2 separate regions of the Muntiacus reevesi genome follow, and region 1 is linked to region 2. The links are chromatin contacts, called in public Hi-C maps. All regions are on one chromosome and are shown on one strand. The core of a region is the stretch at or near the end of the contact, and the rest is flanking DNA. Distances in the headings are between cores, read along the strand shown.

Evidence for each region. A called contact is a pair of places that touch in the nucleus more often than the background predicts.
Region 1: a Hi-C map of muscle shows a contact between it and region 2, with 10 times the contacts expected there. The contact joins the promoter of SUDS3 here to the promoter of RFC5 in region 2. A contact is called at or near these places in 2 of 3 Hi-C or Micro-C datasets (blood and muscle).

The regions. Positions count from the first base shown.
Region 1 is chr13:16,558,440-16,565,705 of mMunRee1.1, reverse strand. SUDS3 (SDS3 homolog, SIN3A corepressor complex component) reads right to left here and starts at 5,264. Exons shown (of 13, transcript XM_065904311.1): 1 at 4,714-5,264; 2 at 2,405-2,474. The coding sequence starts at 5,092.
Region 2 is chr13:16,251,449-16,259,213 of mMunRee1.1, reverse strand. RFC5 (replication factor C subunit 5) reads right to left here and starts at 1,952. Exons shown (of 11, transcript XM_065905051.1): 1 at 1,795-1,952; 2 at 236-300. The coding sequence starts at 1,856.

The DNA of each region.
Region 1 (7,266 bases), core at 4,015-6,514, 300 kb before region 2:
TGCCATTTTCTTCAAGGTTCAGAAGGGTAACATACACACACAAACATAAAAAGCATTAAACACGGCTCTTATATCAACTCTGAAACTAGATTATAAACTGAAAGGAGTAAGATTATGCCTCCAACCACATTTTTCTGTATAGACAGCACAGCTGTGTAAGCACTAAGTTAATAAACCCTCATGTCATTTTTAAGAACACTACTTTTATGATCTGAGAAATAACAGCAATTCAGTGACAAAAGTAAAAATGCAGGATTTATTTGCAGCCCCAGCAGGGTAAGAACACAGCACACGTGAAGCAAAAGAACTTGGCGTGTTACTCTTCCCCCTCACACTGAATGGATCATAGGCAACTACGCACCCTGGTAAATCTGCTCGAACTGTGAATGCCACACATAAATTACATTTCAGCCATATTTTTGCTTCTACCCAAAAAACACACTCAATTTCACGAGGACAAAAAAGACTTACAACCCAAAAGAACACCGTCCAACAGGTAACAGGAAGGATAGCCTTACGATTGCTCAAGTTAGAGATGCAAATACAATCCATCTGTCCATAGGCTGAGGAAGAATAAGAATCTGAGAATTACACGGAAGCCCAGATTCTTCTAGGGAGAATTCTGATGTACTTTCAGTGCTCACCTTGAATCACAAAGGGCATTCAATTTTAATTAAAATCACTTACATTAGGGGGTATGTTCACTTAAACATGCCAAGTATAGAAAAGGGAAAAGATAGGTAAACTGCACACAAAAAGCCAGTATTTGGAACCCAGTGTATTAAATTGTCCACCACACTGAGTGTGACAGACGATGCCTTTGAATCCTTAGTCTGTCTTTAAAAGAGAATATTAATAGATTCAAGAAGTAAACAATAAGAAAATTCAGATTAGGGAAGAAAACAGATATGGAAAAATACATCTCAAATGGGTCCAGGTAAGTCAGTAAGAAGCCTGGAGACAGGGCAAGTGAAAGAAAAAGCCAGCAGCACAGTTTCACGGCTAAAGTTGTGAGAAAAATCACATCGATTATTAAAGCAGTCCTCCATTCGGCCCTGGACAGATTTAGCTGAGTTTCCCTTTTATATTCCAAAGCTTGAAAAGCGTAACAGAAAGCAGAGAATGGTCACAAAACATTTGCATACAAAAACATTCCATAAGGAAAAGAATGTGGATCATCTAGTTTAAAGACAAAGAATTTGAGGGCTTCCTTGATGGCTCAGTTGGTAAAGAATCTTCCTGCAATGCAGGAGATCCTGGTTCGATCCCTGGGTTGGGAAGATTCCCTGGAGAAAGGATAGCCTATACACTGCAGTATTCTTGGGCTTCCCTGGTGGCTCAGCTGGTAAAGAATCCTCCTGCAGTGTGGGAGACCTGGGTTCGATCCCTGGGTTGGGAAGATCCCCTGGAGAAGGGAAAGGCTACCCACTCCAGTATTCTGGCCTGGAGAATCCCATGGACTGTTTAGTCTATGGGGTCACGAAGAGTCAAAAAGACACCAATGAGCGACTTTCACTTCACTTCAAAGAATTTCAAAAGCCAAGGCAAGATTCTCAAAACACATTCCACAAATACTTAGCAGATCTGTGCTGTGCTCCCTTGAGTGCTGGACAAGAGGGAGTGCTGTCAGTCGCTCTGAGGTGTGGCCCCACTGGAGGCAGGGTGTGAACGCAGGGCGAGTGGCAGGGGCACGGGCGCAGGCGTCGGGCCGGCCCCGCTCTCCACCCTGGTCTCCCTCGGCCTGCCTGGCGTCCACACGCAGCCCTGCCTTGGCCAGTGCTCAGCGTGGTCACACCCACCTGAGAACCAAGGGGCTGGGAAACGTCATTTCCCCTCTCCAAGCAACGGTTTTCACTTATAAAAGGGGGGGAGGGAGCAACCAATGGGTTCCCCCTTCCTTCCTCCACGGTCGTCTTCTTCTGGGAAAGTTTCTTCCAGGTTCTTTCTAGCCTAACCCTCAAAAGATTCTTAGCACAGGAAGACTGGTTAAATGTGACAAATTTAAAGGGGGGAAATTGTACCCACATGCGTGGTCTCTGCTGCTGTGGTCATGCGTACTCACTGCTGCTGCTAAGTCACTTCAGTCGTGTCCGACTCTGTGCGACCCCATAGACGGCAGCCCACCAGGCGTCCCTGGGATTCTCCAGGCAAGAACGCTGGAGTGGGTTGCCATTTCCTTCTCCAATGCATGAAAGTGAAAAGCGAAAGCGAAGTCACTCAGCCATGTCTGACTCTTAGCAACCCCATGGACTGTAGCCCACCAGGCTCCTCCGTCCACGGGATTCTCCAGGCAAGAGTACTGGAGTGGGTGCCATTGCCTTCTCCACCATACACACTAGGCCACCATTAAAGATGCCTTGTCAATTCTGTATTCCAAAGAAGAAACGTAAAAAATCATACTCACTGTTCCTTCATTTCTACATAGTCTTCTTCATCATGCTTTGCCAGGTCAGTTTCACTAGCATCCTCAGTGTCTGAGCAAAATTAGGGAATAAGGGTTTGTTAAAATCGTAATTCATAGAGTTGGTATCACTTGATACAGTGACACTTGACAGAGTTCTGAAAAATGAATTTCTACTCAATGCAGACCTGTGTGAAGCCATCAGTGAAACAAGAAAGCGCCATTTCCAACTCATATACAGCCAGACTTATCCAAAGAGCCTGCCTTTATCTGAAGTGCAGCCAGAGAACAGGGTGCATCAGACACAGCTGGTCACAGTCAAGGCTGTTACTTTGGCAGAAACACTGGCAGTTCAGAAAAAGATGTGGGTGTAAGACTGGAAAACTACAGGCAGCAAGCTTTGCTCCTACTCCAAACCACCTAATACATGCATCCTCTTTTGGTATATGCCCAATTTGAATCCCTATGAGATTTTACATCACGTATTCCAGATGGCGCAGTGGTAAAGAATCTGCCTGCCAACGCAGGAGACTCAAGAGATGGAGGATAGATCCCTGGGTCAGGAAGATGCCCTGGAGAATCCACTCCAGTATTGTTACCTGGGAAATCCCACGGACAGAGGAGCCTGGCGGACTACACATATACAAAGGAGAATCCAAACCAACTAAAGGAACTCTAACTACAGAAATATTTTCAAAGGGAGAAGGAAGGGGACAAGAAAATTAAACAGAAACTGTTTCAGAATACTTTAAACACTGTTTTTAGAATAAGCAAATGGCTGGACTATCTACCTGATTTCAACAGTCCCATTTGAGGGGGAAACGAAAATCAATTTTTGTTTCACTGCTCCCCCTTGTGGGCATTAAAAGCAATACAAGTGATTCATCTTCAAATTCTCTTGGTTAAGCCTTGCCTTCAAAGGTAGTTCAACCAGAATTGTAGCAAGTTCCTTCAACTTTGTATCTGCACACACAGCTGCCTTTTTAAAGCCTGCTGCAGTTCCAACCCTCCATCCCACTTTTCCTCCCTCCTTCAATGAAGGAGCCTACCCTGAGTGGTCACCTGTCTGCCACTCACAGTGAGATGATTAATAAAACATACTCCTGATTCCAGATAACTGCTCTAGCTTTTGCTCCACCGCGCTATTTTGAGCCATACCAGTCCACCCAAATGTTTCTCTTTCTCTCTCTTCTTTCCTCTCTTTTGTCCTTTCAAAACTTCTTCACCTTTCTCCTCCTGCGGCCAGCTCCTTCCTCAGTTCCTCAAAAAGTGTTCCTCACACTTGCCAAACTTCAGTAATGATAATATAAACACTGTGAAACTTAAAAAATAACACCTGAGCATCATTAAGCAAATCCCTATCTCCTGCTCCCTGAGCGTGTTTCCCCAATGGTGAACACTGAGGATTTTTATCAAGGACCAGTTCACATGCTTTAAGCCAGTGTGTGTGCTCAGTTGTTAAGTCCTCGCTGGCTCTTTTTGCGACCCCATGGACTGTAGCCCACCAGGCTCCTCTGTCCATGGGATTTCCCAGGCAAGCAAAATGAAGCAGGTTGCCATTTCCTTCTCCAGGGGATCATCCCCACCCAGGGATCGAACCCGTGTCTCCTGTATTGGCAGGCGGATTCTTTACAACTGAGCCAACAGGGAAGATCTGCTTCAGGCCTGAAGCTCATTTAATCCTGGCACCTACGCTAGGAAGCAGGTACTGCTGCCAGCCCCACTGCTGTTGGAGAAACTGAGACTCAGAAGCTTAAGTAAATTGCCTGATATCATTAAGCTGGGTTCACTGAGCCAAACTGAGATCTAATTCGATCTGACCGATCCCAGGTCTCCTTCTTTTAACCAACCTGTCCAGCACTGCCCAAAGCAGGGCTGACTTAAGCATTTCCCGGGGCGGCGGGGGGACATCTTGGTAACTAGGAAGCTAAACTGGGCTTTTGCTCAGATCCTCTCAGGAACTAAAAGGCGAGGAGTGCTCAGTAGACCTAGTGAATGGCGGCTTTCTTACTCGAACCCGAGAAGAGCTGAAGTTCAAACGGAGACAGCTGGGAGGAGACGAGCAGAACCTTAAAGGGACCTACAAGCTCTGACAACAGCTCCTTAAGGCCCCTCTCCGCGTTAACTGTCCTCAACCAAGTCCTTCCCCAACACAGGTCGCGGGAACTTCCGGGAGCCGCGCTCCTCCGGGCAGCCCCTCCAGCCGACCCCCAAGCTCCAGAAGTCGCCCCGCCCCGCTCCCAGACAGCCCCACCCCTTCCCGCAGCCGTCCCACCCCCGCCCGGGGCTGCCCAGCGGGCGGGAAGGCGGACCTTCGTCCGACTCGCGGCCCCGGCAGCTGCGCTCGTCATCCTCGGCGCTCTCCAGTTCCTCGTCCTCCTCCGGGTAGTACTCCGGGGCCGGCGGCGCTCCAGCCGGGGCCGGGGCCGGCGCCAACAGCCCCGCAGCACTCATGTCGCCTCCGCCCGAAGCTAGGCGTGCCCCCCGGGAACCACAGCCACCCGCCCTCCAGGCTCCACGTCCGCGTCGCAGCGCCTGAGGGAGCCGCCGACTCCAAGAGCCGGAGCGCCGGCGACCCCTTCCCCGTCTTCGCCAAGCTCCGCCCCGCGCGCCCGCTCTCGGCAACGGGGGCCTTGCGCCTGCAGCAACTTCCGGGTCGCGAGCTGCCTGACGACCGCCTGACTCCGCCATCCTAGAGGGAGTGACGAGGCCGCGGGTCGCCCTCTTCGCCGTAACGCCATCTCCTTCATCGCCGTCTTTAAAATCCTCGACGGGTAGAGGGGAGGGGCACAGATAGGCTCTCGAGTTAGGCAAATTCTTGGGCAGGCCCGACCGCGGCTAGGACCCTAAAGCTCAGAGGCACTTACGGAAATAGCCACCAGGCGGCGCCTGGAGCCAAAACCAGAGATGCTTTTTTAGGGACTTGGGAGGCAAAGGGTGCCCAGGGCTCTGCTACGTAGGTGGAGGTGGTCTCTAACTTAAACAGGTGAATGGCATGAACCATCCCGTTTATAGGTCGGGAAACCTAGACATTTAGAGTTTGCGTGATCATCCCGAAGAAAAGGAGCCCGGCTCCTCGTCTGACTGCTTAGAGCTTTTGAAGAACTAAAATGAAAACGAAGATGCTAATATTCCATGCTGGGGCCAAACAAAACTCTATTTTCCCAGTCGGTGGGTAGGACTTTCCGCTTGTGTAGGTTTGCTCAGTACGGTATTATCTCGATTTTACAGATAAGAAAAGAGCTGTCAGTTTTCCTTAAAAAAAAAAAAAAAGGTAACGGCCAGCCTGCTTTGTTTAGACTGTCACCCGCCAGGTCCTCTGCAGTACAGGTGCCTCATATTTCTCAGAATATAAATTTTTTAAAAGGTTATTTTTCCCAATCCAGGAACTTGCTAACCAATTCTCAACAGAGCAAGTGGAACATGTGCCTGCAGAAAATTAATTAGACACAGGTAAGGAAGGTGCTAGCTGGTAACTTGGAAAACAAGAGAGTTGATTATCTGTATGAATTCATTTGTGTGATTACTGAGTAGAAGGAGACATGGTATTATAAGCTTTGCTTAATGAACAAATTGAGGATGTCCCTCATCCAGGTGTGTGTAGCAAGAAAAGGGATAAAAGTGCCCAGAGATGTTTAACGGTTTGTCCAGAGTAACACTATTCTTTATGTTGCATCCAAATCTCCATAGGGCTTCCTCGGTGGCTCAGTAGTAAAGAAACCATCTGCCAATGCAGGAGACTCGAGTTAGACCCCTGGGTCAGGAAGATTTCCTGGCGAAGGAAATGGCAGCCCACTCCAATATTCTTGCCTAGGAAATCGCATGGTCAGAGGAGCCTGGCGGGCTACAGTCCAGGGGGTCTCAAATCAGTCAGATACAACTGAGCAACTAAACAAGTCTCCAAAGGGAAAAAAAAATAATGTACAAGCAGTAAAGTTGAACACAGATGTAAAAGCCAGGATGGAACCCAATATCAGATCCTCTGTGACCAAATTTATCTCTGAATTGGTCCCCATAGAGACTTTTCAAAAAGAAAATTTTATTTCTCATCCCATTTAACATTTCTTATTTTATGCTTTGTTGTAAATAAAATCTTGGCTCTACTTCTGACGGATTCTTCCTCCCAACAAAACTCAAAAATTTTCAGAATGGAATGCTGTTATGTCTTCCCAGAAGTTCAGAGATCTTCTAACGCTCCTAAGTAAGAGGCATTCGCGTGGCTCCCTGTAGGTCCACCATCTATTTTAAAACTAAAACTTCAAGACTGTCTCTTGTCCAAAGGATGAAGTCATTTTCTTTTTTTATGCTGTTGGGTCACATCTAAATTATTTGTAATCAACTATATTGAGCAACTAGAGTTTCCATCAGTAGCAATAATAACACCAAACAAAGCACCAACATTTTAGAAATCAGAGTTCATTGATACAATGATATAATGATTTTTTAAAAAAGAGTTGATATCATTGCTAATTGGTTTCCTTTCAAGATACTGGCATGTCTATGTTGTTTACTTTTGTCTACTTAATTGCAAACAGCATCTGTTAATGATCATGCCTTTCTTTTTTATGTAACTAGACAGAACTGAACACTTGCATAGTGAACTTATCCCTTTTTTTTCTATCCATATTGAGCTCTTGGGCTTCCCTGCTGGCTCAGTTGGTAAAGAAATCTGCCTACAATGCAGGAGATCTGAGTTCAATCTCTGAGTCAGAAAGATCCCCTGGAGAAGGGAATGGCTATCCACTCCAGTATTCTTGCCTGGAGAATCCCTCGGACAGAGGAGCCTGGGGTGTGGGGGGGTTGGGGAGGGGGCTACAGTCCCTGAAGTTGCAAAGAGTTGGACACAACTGAGCAACTAACACTTT
Region 2 (7,765 bases), core at 703-3,202:
AGTCTCAGAGTTGCTTCATTCACCGTGGGCCAGAGTTGGGCTGAATCCACTTCAACTCTATGTTCAAATCCAGGGCACACACAAGAATGAAAAATCTGAAGGACGTAGCTGTCAAAGCCACATCCCAAAAAGCTTAATTAGATTCTTTAAAGTTATTACAGCAGAGACAACATCCCTAAGAAATATATCCAGGTCCTTCAACCAGGATACCAGCCACTGACACATGGATACTTACTAGTACTCAAGATGTCCTGATGGGAAATGAGATCATCCAGTGTCTGTGGCCGGTATTTTTCAACCCTAAAATACAATGTAGCATGCATTACAACATATATAAAGGCAAGAATATTTTGTTATGTGCAGAAGAATCCTTTCATACAGATCCTAACAAAGAAGAGAGAGATACAAAAACCTGTACCCAGTGATTCTCACTCGGGGCAATTTTGTCCCCCAGTGAACTCTTGATAATATCTAGATTTTTTTCCCTGTCAAACTGGGTGGAAGATGCTATTGGCATCTAGTGGATAGTCATCAGGGAAGTTATTCAACATGAAATGCACAGGTTAACCCCCTTGGCCATGCCCCCCCCTCTCCCCCCGTATCTGGTTAAAAAGTCAATAATGCTGAAAAACTGCTCTCATTTCACCTTTCCAGCTATCTGCCTATAATCTCAAACTGGATGGGCACCTAAAGTTAATCCAAAATTGAACCTGTATCCAAATATAAATTAACAGATGAATGGATCAATAAATGGTGGTATATCCATACAGTGGAATGTTATTAGCAATAAAAGGACACAAACTGCTGATCCAAGAAGCCAGTCACAAAAGACTACATATTGTATGATTCAAGTTACATGAAATATCCAGAATTGGCAAATTCACAGAGACAGAAAGTAAATTAGTGGTTGCCAGGAGCTGAGGGAGAGGGGAATGGGGAGTGACTGCCAATAGGTATATTGTTTCCATTTGAGGTATATGAAAAATTTTGCAACTAGATAGTGGATGATCACACAACATTCTGAATGCACTTAATGCCAGGAACTGTACACTTTAAAATGGTTACAACTTTAAATTGTATGTTATGTATTTTTACTATAGTAACAACAAACTGAACTCATTATCTTGAAAACTTTTGAAAAGAAACAAGAGTTTTCCAAAATCAAGCCAAATCACATCAGTCTTTAAAACAACACTAAGACACAGTTGTGGAAGCAGACTGGCTAAGAGTGCAAGCTCTGAATCTGGACCACCTGGGTTCAAATCCAAACCTATTTTCCAACTCTAGACCTTAAGCAAGTCATTTAACCTTTTGGTAGAGCTAGAATAACAGTACCTTCTTCCTAGGGTCTTTGCCAAACTCCAACATGTAACAGGGTGCGTCACTGAGATCAAAGCTAAATAGGAAGCGCTGTCATCACCATCATTACTCTAGCTTAGAATGTGACCAGTAATCGCACCAAGAGAAGAGGCTATTTTGGCAAGAGAGAATATTCTGCCACAGAGGCCAAGGCAATGTCAGAAGACATGGGATCGAACCTCTGTGTTGTCACCCAGCTGGGGAAGCCGTTTTCCGCTTCCGCAACAGGAAAGGGGGCCCAGGGTTGCGGGTAAAGGGAGACCTAGCCAGTTATAAATAGAATGGAGCGGGACTGGGGAGTTGAGGGGTGGTGCGTCCTCAAGTCCGGGAACGGCGGGGCGAGGTCGGGCTGGAGACTGGCCCACTTGCTCACTCTGGCCACCGCCTCCGCGCGCGGCCGATCCCCTTCCCCGCAGCAGCTGGGCCCCCTCCTACCAGGGCAGGTTTCTGATTTTGGCCGCCTCAGGATACTGCTGCTTGTGCGCTGAGGTCTCCATAACGGGGTGATGATGGTGACCGGTAGGCTTGTCGCGTACCCCAGAGGCCCGCACCTCGCAACAACCGCAACCAGACCCCGGTACCCCTGCACTTAGAGTTCGCGCGCAAACGCAACTCTCGCGAGATTTAGTGGCCTTCGGACTTCCTCCCTAGGTCCCGCCCCCTCCCCGTTGCTAAGGTCCCTGTTGCCTGGTTGCCGGCAGGCCCGGCCGGACGCCTCGCGCCAACTCCGCCCTTCTCTAGTGTGTGGAGCTGCCCTCCCGGGTGTGGACCAGAGTCCTTAACCCAGAGGGAGCGCGCGCCGGAGAGGCACGGCCACCCCCTACAGCCACCAGTCGTCATTACAAGTTAAAGTCTCGCGGCCAAAGCCAATTCCAGTCGTCACCAAAGTTCTAGCTGTTACCGTTCAAAGGAACGGAAAGCTGCCAGCGCTAAAAAATTCTGAGGTAAAACAACCCCAAATTACACGACTAGTTCTTGAATACAGATGCCATAAGAAACAAGGCTCGAAATATTTTTGGCCCCAAAGCTAAGAGGTGAGCACTTCAAATTGAAAAACAACTCCAAGCACAACTCCAACTTCAGTCCGCCTCTCAAATCTGTGCCCCTCACCCAACAAAATTTACAGAACCGACCTCCAGAAACAACTCCAGAGAGAAAAAATAAATAATAAGTAACTTCCCGTCAGGTTAATATGTGTAACTGGAACTTACACAAAACTGTGTAACTTAGTTAGTAAGCGTAGAGGACAGGGTCCCTCTGACGTGAAGCTGCGGAGGAGAATCGGTATCAAAATGTTAGTATTTTTTCCTGAGGTGAGGGGATTATGAACCACTTTTGTTTTCCCTTTTGCTGGTCTGTAGTTCCCAGCAATAAGTGTGTATTATATCCGTAATCAAGTTGTTTTGGCTGCGCTGGGTTTTAGTTGTGGCACGTAGTATCACGCAAGATTTTCATTGCCACCTGTTGGATCACCGTTGCAGCACGTGGTCTCTTAGTTGTGGCATGTGGAACCCAGGAATGGAAGCCAGGCCCCTGCATTGGGAGCTCGGATTCTTAGCTACTGGATCACCAGGGAAGTCCCTGTGTCTTTTTCTCTTTTCTTGCCATGCTGAGAAAGACAATCCTGAGAGGAGATGAGGCTGACCCAGGATTACAAGTGTTCTGATTTAGAAGTAGCTGCTCCTTGCCTCTTACTACCAAACTGTCACCCATTTTAGGAGCAGAATAGAGGGACAGAGGGTAAATATAAAATGACAGTTATGGCTTCACCCTGGTCCCTGCCTGGGGAATCAGAAGAGGGTCAGATGGGGCTGTGATATGACAATGTCCATCTGTCTGACTTATTTCATTTAGTATAATGACCTTATTCTTTATCATATGGATATCCAGTTTTTCCAACATAATTTTTTGTAGAAACTATCCAATGAGTATTGTATTCTTGGTTCTTTGACAAGTATTGAAAGTGAAGTCACTCAGTCGTGTCCGACTCTTTGTGACCCCATGGACTGTAGCCTACCAGTCCATGGAATTTTCCAGGCGAGAGTACTGGAGTGGGTTGCCATTTCCTTTGTTGATCATATATGTATCTGGGCTGCTGATTCTGTTCCATTGGCCTGTCTTTTTTTTATGCCAGTACTATAGCGTTTTGATAATTAAAGCTTTGTAATAAAGTTTGAAATCAGGAATTGTGATGTTGTCAACTTGGTTCTTCTCTTACGGTCCTTTGTGGTTCCATACAAATTTTAGGACTGCTTTTTTTATATTTTTGTGGAAAATATTGGAATTTTGCTAGGGCTTGTGTTGAATCTATAGATGGCCTTGGGTTGTATGCACTTTCTAAGAATATTAATTCTTCTAATTTGTGAGTTCAGAATATCTTTCAATTTATATGTGTCTTCTTCAGTTTCTTTTACCAATGTGTTGTGTTCACTGTATCGATGTTTCATCTCCTTGTAAATGCATGTCTGTTATTTTTTATGCAGTTGGAAATGGGATTATATTCTCTGTTTCTCTTTTTGATAGTTTATTGTTAGTATATAAAATGTTGATTTTATATCCTGCAGCTTCATTGAACTGGTTGATTAATTCTAATAGCTTTTGATGGAGTTCCTCACCCAGTAAACATAGAGTTAAGTAAGAACAGTTGATTGCCAAATTTCTGTCTTATCCTTATGCCTGTGGCATTATTTGGGGGAAATCCTTGGGGCATCAGTGACAACCTTGGATCTATTCAGGGGGAGGAGGCAAGTTATTTCTTTCATCTACTCTGGTCTGTCATGATACATCTTAGAGCTATTGTTTTCCTTGTTCCTGAGGATGGGAGAAGTGAGAGAGAGCACTCGGTATCAAAGATCTTGATCTTGATGGACTTGGAATTTGTTAAAAATGTTAGAAGGTGCTCAGGGTCAGGATTTTGTGCAAGTTTTGCTTTCTTTTCAATTCCTTTGGTCCTTTAATTCGTGTAGTACATTTTAGTGATTTAAAATAGAGTATTTTAAAATCTGCATAAATATATAGTACAAGTATAAATATAAATCATATTTTTTTAAACTTTTTTTTTGGCCATGTTACTTGGCTTGTGGGATCTTAGTTCTCCATCCAGGGATCAAGCCCAAACCCTGTGCAGTGGAAGCTCAGAGTCCTAACCACTGGACTGCCAGGGGATTCCCAAATTATATTTGAACATTCTTTATATATAAGTGTAAGTTCAAATTTTACACACACACATACACACTATTGCTTCTGTTTCTCTGGAGAACCTGACTGAAAAAGCCATAACCTGAGCTTTATTCAGCTGACATGGTAAGAGCCATGCTGCTAAGAGGTTTTTGCATTAGAAACATTGCCACCGCCTCCTTAAGCTGGAAAATGTGAACAAGGTTGGACCAAGTTTTCACAAAGCTCTGTGTACAACTGATATTGTTTGCTTGGAATGCAAAATCCCTCTGTGTAACATACTGTATATTTACAAGGTCATCTATCATGCTCCTCCTCAGTGCATTGTAAGCTCATTGAAAGGCAAGGCTTTGCTTTCCTCACCACTGTACTCCTGGTGCCTGAAACAGTGCATTTCTCAAAGGAAAGACTCAATTTATAATTGTTTGATGAAGGAAAGAATGAATGATAATAGCTAATGTTCATTAGGCAGTTGCTGTGGGCCAGACACTGTTCTGATTGCTTTACATTCTAAGTTCATATTTAGTTGTTTCCATAAGGCCAGTCTTCTGATGTTATTGACCCCATTTTATTGGTATGTTAAGTAACTTGCCCATGTTCTGACTTGGTGTAAGGGGCAGAACTGGAGATTGGTGTGATTCTATAACCAAAAGTCTTAGCCACTCTGCTAGTGGCTAGTGTAGTCACCAGACCAGCAGCAGCAGCAGCCCCTGGGAACTTGTTAGAAAAGCTAATTATCTACCCCCTCTCCCCAACCAAAAGCACTGAATTTGATACTCTGGGGGTGGGCTTAGCCCTCCCTATTGTAACAAGCCCTCCAGAGGATTCTGATGTGCTCAGATTTGATAAACAGTGCCTTACACTCTACTGCTTCTTAGTCCTTGAGCTCCTCAGGACTTCACTTTTTAAGAAAAGGAATGGGTACTCACATGCATATTTTGGAAAAACAAAGCTGTCTTAGTAAATATCATTTCTCTCTCTCTCTCTCTCTCTCTCTCTCTCTCTCTCTCTCTGTGTGTGGTCTTGCTTGTGTCTGTTTTTGCTGTGAAGACACAGTCCCTTAGGCAACTTAGTATCTCTTTGGGTCTCAGTATTGGGATTTGTAAAATGGGTGGGGTTAGGGGGGCTGAACTGGAAAGAGGGTTGATATTAGAAGCACCACAGGATTTTTTTTTTTTTTTACAAAATTCCAATACCAGAAGTCTAGTCAGATCAATTTAGTCTGGCCTAGAGGGCATAGGCAGGCATTGGCATCTTAAAAAACTGCTCAGTTGCTCTAATATTCAGCCAGAGTTGGACTACTTCCTTAGGCTGAGCCAATCACAGTGACCCTAGTTCTCTGATTGGTTTAAAGCGTAACATGTGACCCAGTTCTGTCCAATGAGATGTAAGAGGAAATGCCGTTGGGTGGGGAAGGCGCCTCTGGGAAACTTTTCTCTTTACTTTGCTCATTGTTTCACTAGATGATCTTTAGCTTTTCTCCTAGTGACAAAGTTCTGTAACTTCAAAGAGAAAGAGAGAAAACGTAAGTTCCAAGCTCACATATCTTATAAGCAGCCTGAAGTTAATATATAAAGGAAGAAGTTTGGGTGGACTCTATGCCTTGCCTCAAAGGGAGCAGAGTTTGTAGATGAAAGATATAAACGGAAAAGGATTGTAGCAATGAAATATTGGATAGCTCACAATCAGTAAGAATCCTGGAGAACCCTGCTTGGAAAATGGAACAAAGACAGGCCATGGAACTGGAACCATGGTCAAAATTACTCCACAGGGCCAAGCCAATAAGGAAACTCTTTCTGCTACTTACCATTGGACCCTACTGCCCCTACTCACTGGATGTTGCGTTCACCATTTCTATTATCAGAAAGAATTCACCAATTCTCTCCTTTACTGAAGTCTTCCTAAAGCCAGTGACCCATGGCTGAGTCCCTTTGCTGTCCACCTGAAATTATCACAGCAATGTTAATTAGCTATACTCCAGAACAGACTAAAATGTTTTAAAACAACAGCAACAACAAAACTCTGGGGAGACTTGCCTAATTGGCCAGGCCTGGGTCATGTGCCAGTGAGTACCAGGTATATAGCTTGAGTAGTGGGAAGTGACATCTGCCTCCCACCAAGACTTGTGAACTGGTGACATCCCTAAATAATAGGAAAGGGGTTCAAATGCTGGCAGCCAAAAGGATCACAAGTGTCCACCAGTACTGAGCCATGAGGGACAGCAGCCAAATGTTGCCAACTCTTCTGATTTTCAAGAGAAACCAGAAACCTGGATTTGTATGTGAAAATTTTGTATGTTAAACCTTGATAACTAATTAAAACAAAACTGCTAGCCAAATTAAAACACTGTAGGAGCACTTGTGACTATTGATTTCTCAAGAACAGATGATCAGGGAAAGATACATCAATTCCTTCTTATCCTCTACCTTGATTTTAGACCTTCTGGAGGATTATGGCAAATTGGACTGGTATCTCCATATGAATTGTGACATTGATGAGCACAGGCACAAACTTTTCTTTTATAATCAGAACCAGACTTGAAAATGCTTTAATAAAACATCAGGTCCTGGAGATGGCGGGATCAGAGGTTGCAAACAAAATTAACAACAAAACACATTTGCTCTTAAAGTTGAATTAGGAAAAGGGAACCCTGAATTTTATTATTCTCAGCTTTGGAACAAACTTGGCTTTGGACACACAGCACTTACTGCCTTAGTTTATTTTTAAGACTTGTTCTTATGAGAGAATGGGATTCAAGGACTATCTTTGGAAGAGGCTGGCAGAAGAAAATCAAACTGGGTCTTTCTCTTGAACATGTTTATACTGGTGAAATTTATCATGTTTAAATGAAGAGCAGGGTCTGAAGGAGGGAAAAATCTCAAAGGGCAATTCAAAGAGTTTATATAGAGGGAAGGGCCATCTTTTTGGTGACCATGGCAAGTTCACTGACTGATGAAATTAAGTCCTCAGATCTTTGGGGGTAATTGTCCCCTACAAACAGTTTCTCTTGTCAGAAGTTCACATCAGAACTTAGGGAAATTCATTCAGCATCCCCTAAACATTTGTTGATTGAATAACTAATGAAATGGCTATTTATAGATTCCTGAATTTGATTCTTTTTAAGTTTGATATTGAAAGGGTACCTCATTTGAATGTGCTCCATGACACTAGTGCTCAAAAATTTCAGTTTTTCTACATTAAATATATCTGGCTCAAGGTCCTCTACTGC